Regions from separate parts of the Mus musculus genome. Here region 2 is linked to region 1. The links are chromatin contacts, called in public HiChIP or PLAC-seq maps. All regions are on one chromosome and are shown on one strand. Each heading gives the region's core, a stretch centred on a gene start, on an enhancer-like site or on the middle of the called end of the contact. The rest is flanking DNA. Distances are from core to core; before and after follow the strand shown.

Region 1 (4,680 bases), core at 2,108-4,607:
CTGAAAGATGTTTACATTCTGTTAAAAATCTTATATGTCTTTCTAAGCTTCTGGATTGATTCAGAAGTTTATATTTTGTAGCCATCATATATTAGTCCCTGCATTTAGACCCTTGCATAAAGCTGTGTATCATGTTTCATATCTCATAAAATCACTGTAGATATTATCTTTAGTGACCTTATATTGGATCATATGGAATTAGTATGGTGTGATATAGTATTCAGCCATTTCCAGTCATTTAGAATGATTTCTACTCATAGTCATCATAACCCAATTTTGACTATTGTAAATCAAGTTTAAATGAACATCCCTGTGCCTATTTTTTTATTACTATTATTTCCTTAGGCTAGCTGCCCAGAGTTGGAATGACTGGGTCCTAGGCTATGAATATTTTTAAGGCTCTGTTGTTGTACTGCCAAATTGTCTTCCAAAGGGGTCATAACAATTTGCATTCTGCCTGGAGTGAGTGAGGAGGCCTGTCTCCCCTTATGCTTGCCAGCTACACTGAAGTTTACGCTACTGTTCTTATTACCATGTGCTCTTCAATCCTCAAGAGTACCAGGGTTTAAAAATTCAACTTAGATTTATTTGCTGCTTCTGAATTTAAAAGTGCTGCCCATACGTTGAAATTGCTGGGTAAATAAAGGAAAAAAAATTAAACACATAAAGCAAACCAAAACAAGAGTAAAAGCACTGACCTTCTAACTACTCTTAGATATTCATGCAGTTCCAATTCATAAATGAATTCTTTTTCACAATCATTTAGTGCTTCATGTCTTTAAATTTATACTTCTACAAATCATTAATAATCATTTATTTTCTTTTACAATTTTTAGGTTGACACACAAGATAATGGATTTGATTTGGGCATTTCAATGCATGGCTAGTATTAGCTTTAAACCCTCCCTTTCTTCCCCAGCACCCAGTCATACAGCTGGTACCTGTCTTTGAAACTGTTATTTGAAATACAATTGCTTATTCAATTCTTATTTGGCTAGGTCAATTTCTGATTCTCTGGATGGCTCTGAGTATGTGAGAAATTAAACACTTTTATCAAAGTCTTCTGAACTTTTCAACTATGACATATTTTGTCCTGAATAGTAAGTTTTGTAGTGAAAAACTGTCTTATGTGTCATAGCAGTTCACAGCTCTCCGAGAACTGTGAAAACCAAAAATACTTGCAGACATTACCAGATGTCCTCTGGGTAACACAAACCCCAGGATGACACCCTCCATGTTGTGCTGCTTGAGCCACTTGTCAGCTTGTAGACCCGCATCCTGTCAAGGGCATGTCTCACCAACTGGTAAGGCCCATTCAAACTTTCTACAGTACTGGCTATAAAGGCCATTTGTACACAGAGTTGAGAGTTCCCAATTCAGGAATTTCCCAGACTTTCAACACTATTATTGCTTTCACTTAAACATGTACAGAGTATTTTATCTTTGTCACATACTGTTTAAATACCAAGGGCACTCAGCATTTCCAAGGTAAAGATTTCCCTTACTTTTTCTCCACATACCTTTTCCTACTTTGCTATGTATATACCTAGTTAGTATGTGAACATCTCTTTACTCCTTACTTTTTTCAGATAGGGAATAAGGAATTGAACAATTTATTAAAAATAGGAGCTGAACTGAGTTGAGCATAGCAAAACAGAGAGTAGCCTCTTGTACCTCTCTTTCAATGACAGACTTATTAAATTCTCTCTCTCTCTCTCTCTCTCTCTCTCTCTCTCTCTCTCTCTCTGTGTGTGTGTGTGTGTGTGTGTGTGTGTGTGTGTGTGTGTGTGTTTTATGAAGGCACGTGTATATGCATGTGCCTGCCTGTGGAGACTAGAGGTCAAAAACAGGTATATGTCTTCTTCTCTTCTTCTGTTTAAGTCTTCACTTTATTTTCTGAGATACTACCTCCCACTGAATCTATTTTGCTTAGACTGGTTGGCCAGTAAGCCCTTAGAATTCTCTTGTCTCCATCTCTCACAAGCCCCATAGCCAGTTTAGAGAGGCATGCTTCTGTGACCAGCTTCCTGTAAGTGCAGGATACCCAAGCTCACGTCCTCATGCTTGTATACCAAGCACATTATCCTCAGAACCATTTCCCTAGCTCCTTGCTGACTTTTGGTTTTTGACAGTAGAGGTTTCACATTCTAAAACCTGATGTAATATTATGCATTCAATCCCTAAATTTAGTCTTTTGGCTACTATGCTGCATCAAGTATTCTTATTTCATCTCCCAACTAAAGATTCTTAAAACAGTATTCACTTTGCCCCTAACTTAGGCCTATCATATTGACAGGGGAGCTCTCTTGGACATTAGTTATAACAGCAAACCCTATAGAAGCTAGGTAGAGTATTAGTGGAATGTAGCGTGATGGATAGGAAGGTACCACAGAAACCAGTTGTTTTATATCCCCTTTTCATAAGTGCAAAAATCAGAAGCTCAGAGAAAAAGTGTTTGTCTAATTATAATAGCTATCTTCTCACCATGAGCCACAATTAGAAAACTGTTTTCTGAACTACTAGTATGTACAAAGACACTAAGAGGAACAATGGCATAGCTTAAGAAACACACAGACACACAGACACTGACACACAGACACACAGACACACACACACCCAGACACACACACACGCACACACACACCCAGACACACACACACACACCTGCTGACTCTGTTATTACAGGTATCTAGAGAAAAGAAAGGATTTGAATCACAGGTACAACTTATAACAATGACATCTTTAACGACCCAGAATTAGTGACATCTTCAGACAATTGTGTCTGTCTTGATGACAGTGACTAAAGATAATAAAATGCATTTGCTTGGCTGAGAATGAGTAAGGAAAGAAATGAGCCATATATATTGCTACAGCTGAGGGTTTGGATTCTTCTTTTCCAGACTGGCACTGTAATCTCAGGAACTGACTACAAGAGTATGGTAGGATAACAGTTAATGCTACTCCAGATCTCTGAGCAAATGAACCATACCCAAAAGAGTTTTCTTTCATTTTCCACCTCTCCTACTTCTGTCTACATCTGAAAGCTAGACAAAGCTCTTCGCTACGAGGCAGAGGATAAAAACTGATTGCTAAAATGAGCTGTTCTTAAATTGAACCAAAATGTACCAGCAACCAATTTTAAAGATAATGATGTGAATTTTATTTAATCCTCACTATTTGGGCTAGTTTCGGTTTCCCAAGCACCGACTGCTCAATAAATGGACAATATAAATAAACAATGCATCTATTTCACAAGACACCTGTGATTAACAGGGAACATTATCTTAACCTCTTTGTAGCCTTTTCTCTGTCAACTCATAAACTTCTTATTTGCTCTGTGACTCAGCATACCTGTGACAATAACTATATAGCAATTCATTGATATCAACAGGATGTTTGGTTTGGGTTAGCCATGAATAAATACTGATACCACTAATCCAAAAAATCACCAGTATGATAAAAATAAATATTCTGACCTTGCGGTGAGTGAGTAATTGGACATGAATTACATTTGTCTTTCTGATAATGATGCAAAGCAGAATGGCAGAGCAAAGGGACATCCTGTATTTATGTGCTCCTACTACAATGGGTAATTAAGTGGAGTTGAATAGTTTAAGGTCATACTGTGGTCCTTGCCCTTGCTTTGTGCAGTTGAAGTGGGGGTGGTAAACACCAATGCCCTCCAATAGCAAGGGCCAGGAGCACAGTGCTAGTTGTTACTCTGGGCTATGCTATGCCTAGTTTAGCTGCCTGTCTTGAGCTCAAGTGAGATGAATTATGGGCATGTCATAAATAGTAAGAGACTTGTAATATATAAGTTAATATTATTGCTTCTCTATAAATAATTTATGTTTTTAGCCCCATTTCAAGTCAATGGCTCTTAACCCTTATGAACAGTGGTGAATTACATTACAATAAATGCTAGAAGATCTCTTTTCAGAGGAGGAATACAGCCCTAAACATATTTATGTGCATACATTCAATGCTGTTTTTATGAAATTCCAGAAGGTTCTTAGAACTTAAGCAAACAGATTTTTAGGGCTGCATGAGATCTAGATCACAATTTATTGATTCAAGGTGTTTTGGTGTAAATAAATAAACAAACAAATAAATAAATGGCTTTTTGTACTGTCCAACAGAGAAACTAGGGCATAGATAGATGTCTTTTTCTAATCATATCTTCAGTAGTCGTACAGGTCTATAATCCCAACACTCAGGAGGCCAAGATACATAGTAGACGATATCCTTGAAATGCAAGAGTGTCAGGCCACCCAGGCAAGGCTACACACCATAATACTCTTTAATAAGCATTTCCAAGTCCCATTGAAACTTGAAAACTGAGGCAGAGAAGTGTTAAATAACTTGTTCAAGATCAGAACTGGCTTTCAGAACACAAGACTTCTGTTGAATCACAGGGCCTCACTACTGAAAGGAATCTTGTTTTGCTGAGTTCTCTGTGGTGGTCAACTCAAAAGTTTGATCCTGCACCTTTGCCTCATTGCAGTCACTAAGCAGATTCAGTGGGTTTAGAAACCAGTACAGGAAGTCAGGAGGTAAGTAATGGAGGGTATTGGAAGGAGTAGGGAGTGGCTCTCGTCAAAGCACATGCCATCCTGGTATTAAATTCTCAAACAATATGAGAATACATTATGTGCACATATGAACACTTTCAAAGAATAA
Region 2 (5,051 bases), core at 1,775-4,274, 630 kb before region 1:
ACTAAAAAGCATTCATTGACAGCTCACATGGGTCCCCAAACTGGATAACAGCCTAGCATCCTTGTTGCACATGTCATCTGTCCATCACCTATACTGTGAGTCACCCACTTACTGCTACACTTAGAAATCTCTGCAGCTTAAGGAGTGTGTCTAACCTTTCTCATCCTCCTTCAAGGCTAACAACATAGACTTTAGGTCATTGTCTGAAACCTGCAGTTGTCTTGGTTCCCAAGAGCAGGAAAACCAGATGAAGGCAATTATCCATGATGCCATGGCTACATCCAGAGCAGAAGTAATAGCCTTTCCTATGACACAGATTGAGCATGTCCAGCAATGACAGCAAATGAGGACAGAACTGTAGTGAGACGATAATCAAGCATACCACCCTTTGACAAGATTGCTTAATCATGGTATGGCCTTCTTAATCCTTGCTCCAAAACTTTCCCCATTCAAACCTGAAGCTCATGTCAGTGTTCCAGGAGACAGTCTTGGGGGGGGGGGGGGGGGCGGGTCACTAGAACTCTCTATTTGTTCTTAGTTCTAGTGTGGCCATTCTTACGAATGTATATCCTCTCTCTATTTTTGCACCATTGCTTATCTATTTAAATGGGATTGGGGGCCAATGGCCAAACATAGTGTATGTGCCTCTGAATACAGGCATACATAAAAGTGCAGGCTTTTGCCCGGAAAACTCCAAAACTGTTCCTGGTCTTTCTTCTCCTGTTCAATGAGGGAAGAGACCCACACATTGCTGTTTTGCATCTTCGAAGGACACAATGTTAAAATTGAGGAGTTGTGTGATCAATCTGAAAGAGTCTAACCTGACCCAATCTACCACAGAAAAAAATAGAGGGAAATCATCTCTCTCTCATTGAAACGTGTCATTAAAGGGCAGGCATGATGGCTTGATGCTGTGCGAACTGTTCTTTTATCAGCAGAGGTCCATATTCCCTAAACCTCCTCTATCCCCATCAGGCTGATTAGCCAATCAGATCAAACTGAGTTTCCACCAACAAGATGAGCAATAATTACCACCTGTGTTAGGAACAAAATACAAAGACCAATTGGGCCGTGCATGTTCAGTGGCCCAATCTGAGCTCGGGTATGTCCATTCGACAAAAAGAAATTATTTTGCAGAGTTACTTTCACATCACTAATATATTCCTTTGTGTGGCCCAGAGAATTGTTTTCCAACTGACAAGGTCAGCAAATAACTTGAGTTTAGTCCCTAGAATCCACATGGTAGAAGGAGAGAACCAACTCCTGAAAGTTGTCCTCAGACCTATACACGTGCACTGTGGCATAAATAAATGCATGCAAGCACTCACCACACACGGATTGTTTGTTTGTTTGTTTGTTTGTTTGGAGACAGGGTTTCTCTGTGTAGCCCTGGCTGTCCTGGAACTCACTCTGTAGATCAGGCTGGCCTCGAACTCAGAGATCTGCCTGCCTCTGCCTCCCAAGTGCTGGGATTAAAGGCGTGAGCCAACACTGCCTTGCCACACACGAATTCATACGTGCACACATAAATAAAATAAACATAATAGGATATATTTTTATAGTGTCACTAAAAATGAATCCCGAGGTAGAAAAAAGGAAAGGATCAAAAAGGTAGGTCCAGATCACAGAGGCAACTGTTGTACATCAGTTTGTGAAAAACTACTCACATGGCCATCCTTTTTGAAAGGCCCCAATGCTGGATGATGTCCTTAGAAAATGAATCATTCCTGGACACAAGAGAGTTCTGAAAGCTTCTATCAAAACCAGAAATCTGGTGGCATAGCCTATAACTGCACTAGGAAGACAGGGAAGGGGGGATCAGAAGGTTGGGAACAACCTTGTTCTACAGCAACACTCTATTAGAAATTTCCCCATCACCATCTGCCTTTATGCTACTATTCAAAATGCCCGCCTTCGAAGCGTGTCCATACCCAAAGCTCTTTCCAGCTCACTCATCACCTTCCATAGAAGGTAACAATGGCCTCCTAATCATCTCTCTAGTCATGAGGTTCCTGGTGAATTCAAAGGATGACTGTTTTCCATCTTGCCCTACAGATCTTTGAGGTCTAGCCCATCTGGCCCCAGTGGATAAGTGGTGGCTGAACACTGGACCACTTCCACAAGTGGCTCACATCAGCACTAACACATGGGTCATCAGCCTTACCTAGGAAGCCATAAAACAGACTCCTTCCCAAAGGATGGGTTAGGCTTTAGAACTAGCACTAGCCGGCAGAGGTGACTCCACCAAAGCCACATGAGCAGAGGAAAAGTTCTAGAGCCCAAACCCTTGCAGTATGTCCTGTGCTAGCACAACTATGCAACCAACCATCTTTCCACTCAGGGTCAGCTAGGGCTCTATCTCCAGTGCTACCGGACAGATACAGTATATACAGAGTCCTCCCTGCCAAGCTCCTAGCTGTTCCCTGCCCCCAACAGTTGAAAGCCCTCCTCTATCAGAGGCCAGATCGGGCCTCAGCATTCAGTCTCACCCCATAGAGAGCCTAGGCCTTCTAAAGACATTTTTATTTGTCTAAAGACATTTTACCTTGGGAGTTGGCTTCCTGCACTACAGGACAGCTGCCTTAAGAGGAAGACTCGAGGCAACCAGATTGGGTGGGGGTTTGGGGGAGGGGTGCTAAACTGAGTCAGGCAGGTCTGAGCATCAAATTCTAGATACTCTGATATTCTGACTTATGCTTCTCACTCTGCCTCTGAACTGGTATCATCTACTAGACCCCATTCCTTCAAACACCAAATGGGTATAAGGACAGTGAGATTTAATACACAAGAATTCTTCCACTTGTTCACTAAAAAAAAAAAAAAAAAAAAAAAAAAAAAAAAAAAAAAGATTGAATTCTCAAGGTAGCTTCAGGATGCTCCCAAAACACGCACGATACAAGAAAGTTGGCTGATCTTCCTGAGACGCACCTAGGGCCCAGGAATCTGCCCTACTTCACTCTTGCCCCAGCTTGCTTAATCACCGCCCTGGCTCCCTGCCTGTCAGCCAGCTGCTGACTTGAATTGAACTTTTGGATTCTGAATCCTAGCTGGCAGCCCGAGGTGTGTATCACTCCCTAGCCTACACACATAGGCCTAGAAAGGAATCAGGGTAAAAGAGTCCTTGAGGAGGACAGAGAGGGTCAAATGCCAGTGTGAACTGCCTTTAAATGCCCCAAGAGTCAGGACAGCCCATCTGGGTCCCACACAAGGGCTCACTGTTGAGTACACAGCTGTACCACTTGTGACTCAGAGAATGACTCAGCAGTCCACTAGAAGAGCATGCAGAAAAGCTTTTGAGTCACTTCTAGAAGGGGGGGGGGGGGGTGTGCCAAGCTACCAGCACAGCTCAGTCCAGAGGAATGCCCTCCCCTGCCAGCCTTGCCCACTGCCTGAGATTCATACACTCGGTATCCCAGCAGGGGCACGTGATGGGCCTGACACTGGGCCAGGCCAAATAGGCAGGGGCAACAAAAGTCCCATTTCCCGGCTGGGATGAGATCATTGTGAAGCGGGGGAGAAAGGAAGCAGGATCCAGGACCCAAGAAGGGGTGGGGATGGCCAGGAAGTCAGCAAGCATCCCTGCTAGGATAGAACAGGGAACAAAGGGGCAAAATAGAGCCTGGGCCCAAGGGCACAATGGGACCCCCAGTGTAAATTACTCTGAATGGCACACAGACTCAGAGAGTATCTTGTACCACCCCCATCCCCAACCTCCCACATTTCCCTCCTTCTTCATTCATCTTTATTTATTAGAACTCAACTTTGGTTACTCAGCCCAGCAAATACACCCCTACAGAAAGCTTCTGTCACAACCAGCTTGAGTCAAGATATACTGTGGAGACCTCTACATCAGCATGCCCCTCCCCTCCCGCAGAGTCCCTCTATTCTATTCCTTCTTTATGGGACCTGTGCAGCTCCTGCTGCAGCTCTTCCATACAGACTTCCAGGAGAAGTGAGAAACTTGCTTTCTTTCTCAGCAACCTCTAGGTTGGCAAAGTCACAAGAGCATTGCCCTACAAGCTGAAGAGCATGCTCTATATTAGAGCAAAGGCGGGCCAAGCCCCTGGAGGGATCACTATCAAAGAGCATCCAGGTCATTCACTTAAGGCTGGGCATGGTGGCCACATACCCTTGGCCCCAGTGTTTGAGAGGCAGAGGCAGGACAATCTTTGAGTTAGAGACTAGCCTGGCCTTCATAGCAAGCTCAAGGACAGCCAGGACTACTTAGAGACCCTGTCTCAAAAATAGAGAGAAAGAGAGAAAGAGAGAGAGAAAGAAAGGAAGGAAGGAAGGAAGGAAGGAAGGAAGGAAGGAAGGAAGGAAGGAAGGAAGGAAGGAAGAAAAAAGAGGGAGAGAGGGAGGGAGGGAGGGAGGGAGGGAGGGAGGGAGGGAGGGAGGGAGGGAGGGAGGGAGGAAGGGACCAGAAGTTGAGAAAGGTAGGTAGTCACCTATGTCTTCCTGATAATAAGGAATGGCCAATGGCCTCAGCTCATTTTACTCAGCCTTGTTTTGGTTCTCTGGCTTTACCTCCTCGTCTTGCTGAGATGCTGCAAAGTATACCATTCAATTGTTTTATATATATATATATATATATATATATATATATATATATATATATATTTTTTTTTTTTGTTTTGTTTTTTTTTGTTTTTGTTTTTGTTTTCCGAGACAGGGTTTCTCTGTATAGCCCTGGCTGTCCTGGGACTCACTTTGTAGACCAGGCTATATTAATAAACTCAAGGAAAAATCTCAATCCTATGAGACAGACGTCACTGTGGCTTGCTATTTTATAGAGGGATTGAACAGAGACCCAGAACAGTTAATTACATTCACAGTGACATTCGAACCTAAGTGACTCACATCCGAGTACCAAGCTCTACACCTCACTTCCTATTAGCCCCACACCTTCCAAATCAGGAAAGGGAAACACTGACCAGCCTTCAGCCTCCAGTTTCTCATTTTGGTGAATTGTAGAACTAAGTGTATGTGTGTGTGCATGTGTGCGTGCGTGCGTGCGTGCGTGTGTGTGTGTGTGTGTGTGTGTGTGTGTG

Evidence for each region. HiChIP or PLAC-seq counts read pairs in DNA pulled down with a chosen protein or histone mark.
Region 2: a FOXA1 HiChIP or PLAC-seq map of pancreatic cancer cells shows a contact between it and region 1. The contact joins two enhancer-like sites. A contact is called at or near these places in 2 of 115 datasets of contacts at active chromatin or transcription factors (CD8 T cells and pancreatic cancer cells).

What each region holds. Positions count from the first base shown.
Region 1 is chr15:61,445,223-61,449,902 of GRCm38.p6, reverse strand. No RefSeq gene overlaps it. Among named protein-coding and RNA genes, the nearest start is that of Gm24696, 90 kb to the right of the region's middle. Within about 2 kb of position 3,357, at least 22 of the 459 cell types and tissues checked have an H3K27ac peak or open chromatin away from gene starts, as enhancers often do. A contact at or near this core is called in pancreatic cancer cells, where this site is marked.
Region 2 is chr15:62,077,779-62,082,829 of GRCm38.p6, reverse strand. The region is part of intron 1 of Pvt1 (Pvt1 oncogene); the gene reads right to left. Among named protein-coding and RNA genes, the nearest start is that of Pvt1, 42 kb to the right of the region's middle. Within about 2 kb of position 3,024, at least 192 of the 459 cell types and tissues checked have an H3K27ac peak or open chromatin away from gene starts, as enhancers often do. A contact at or near this core is called in pancreatic cancer cells, where this site is marked.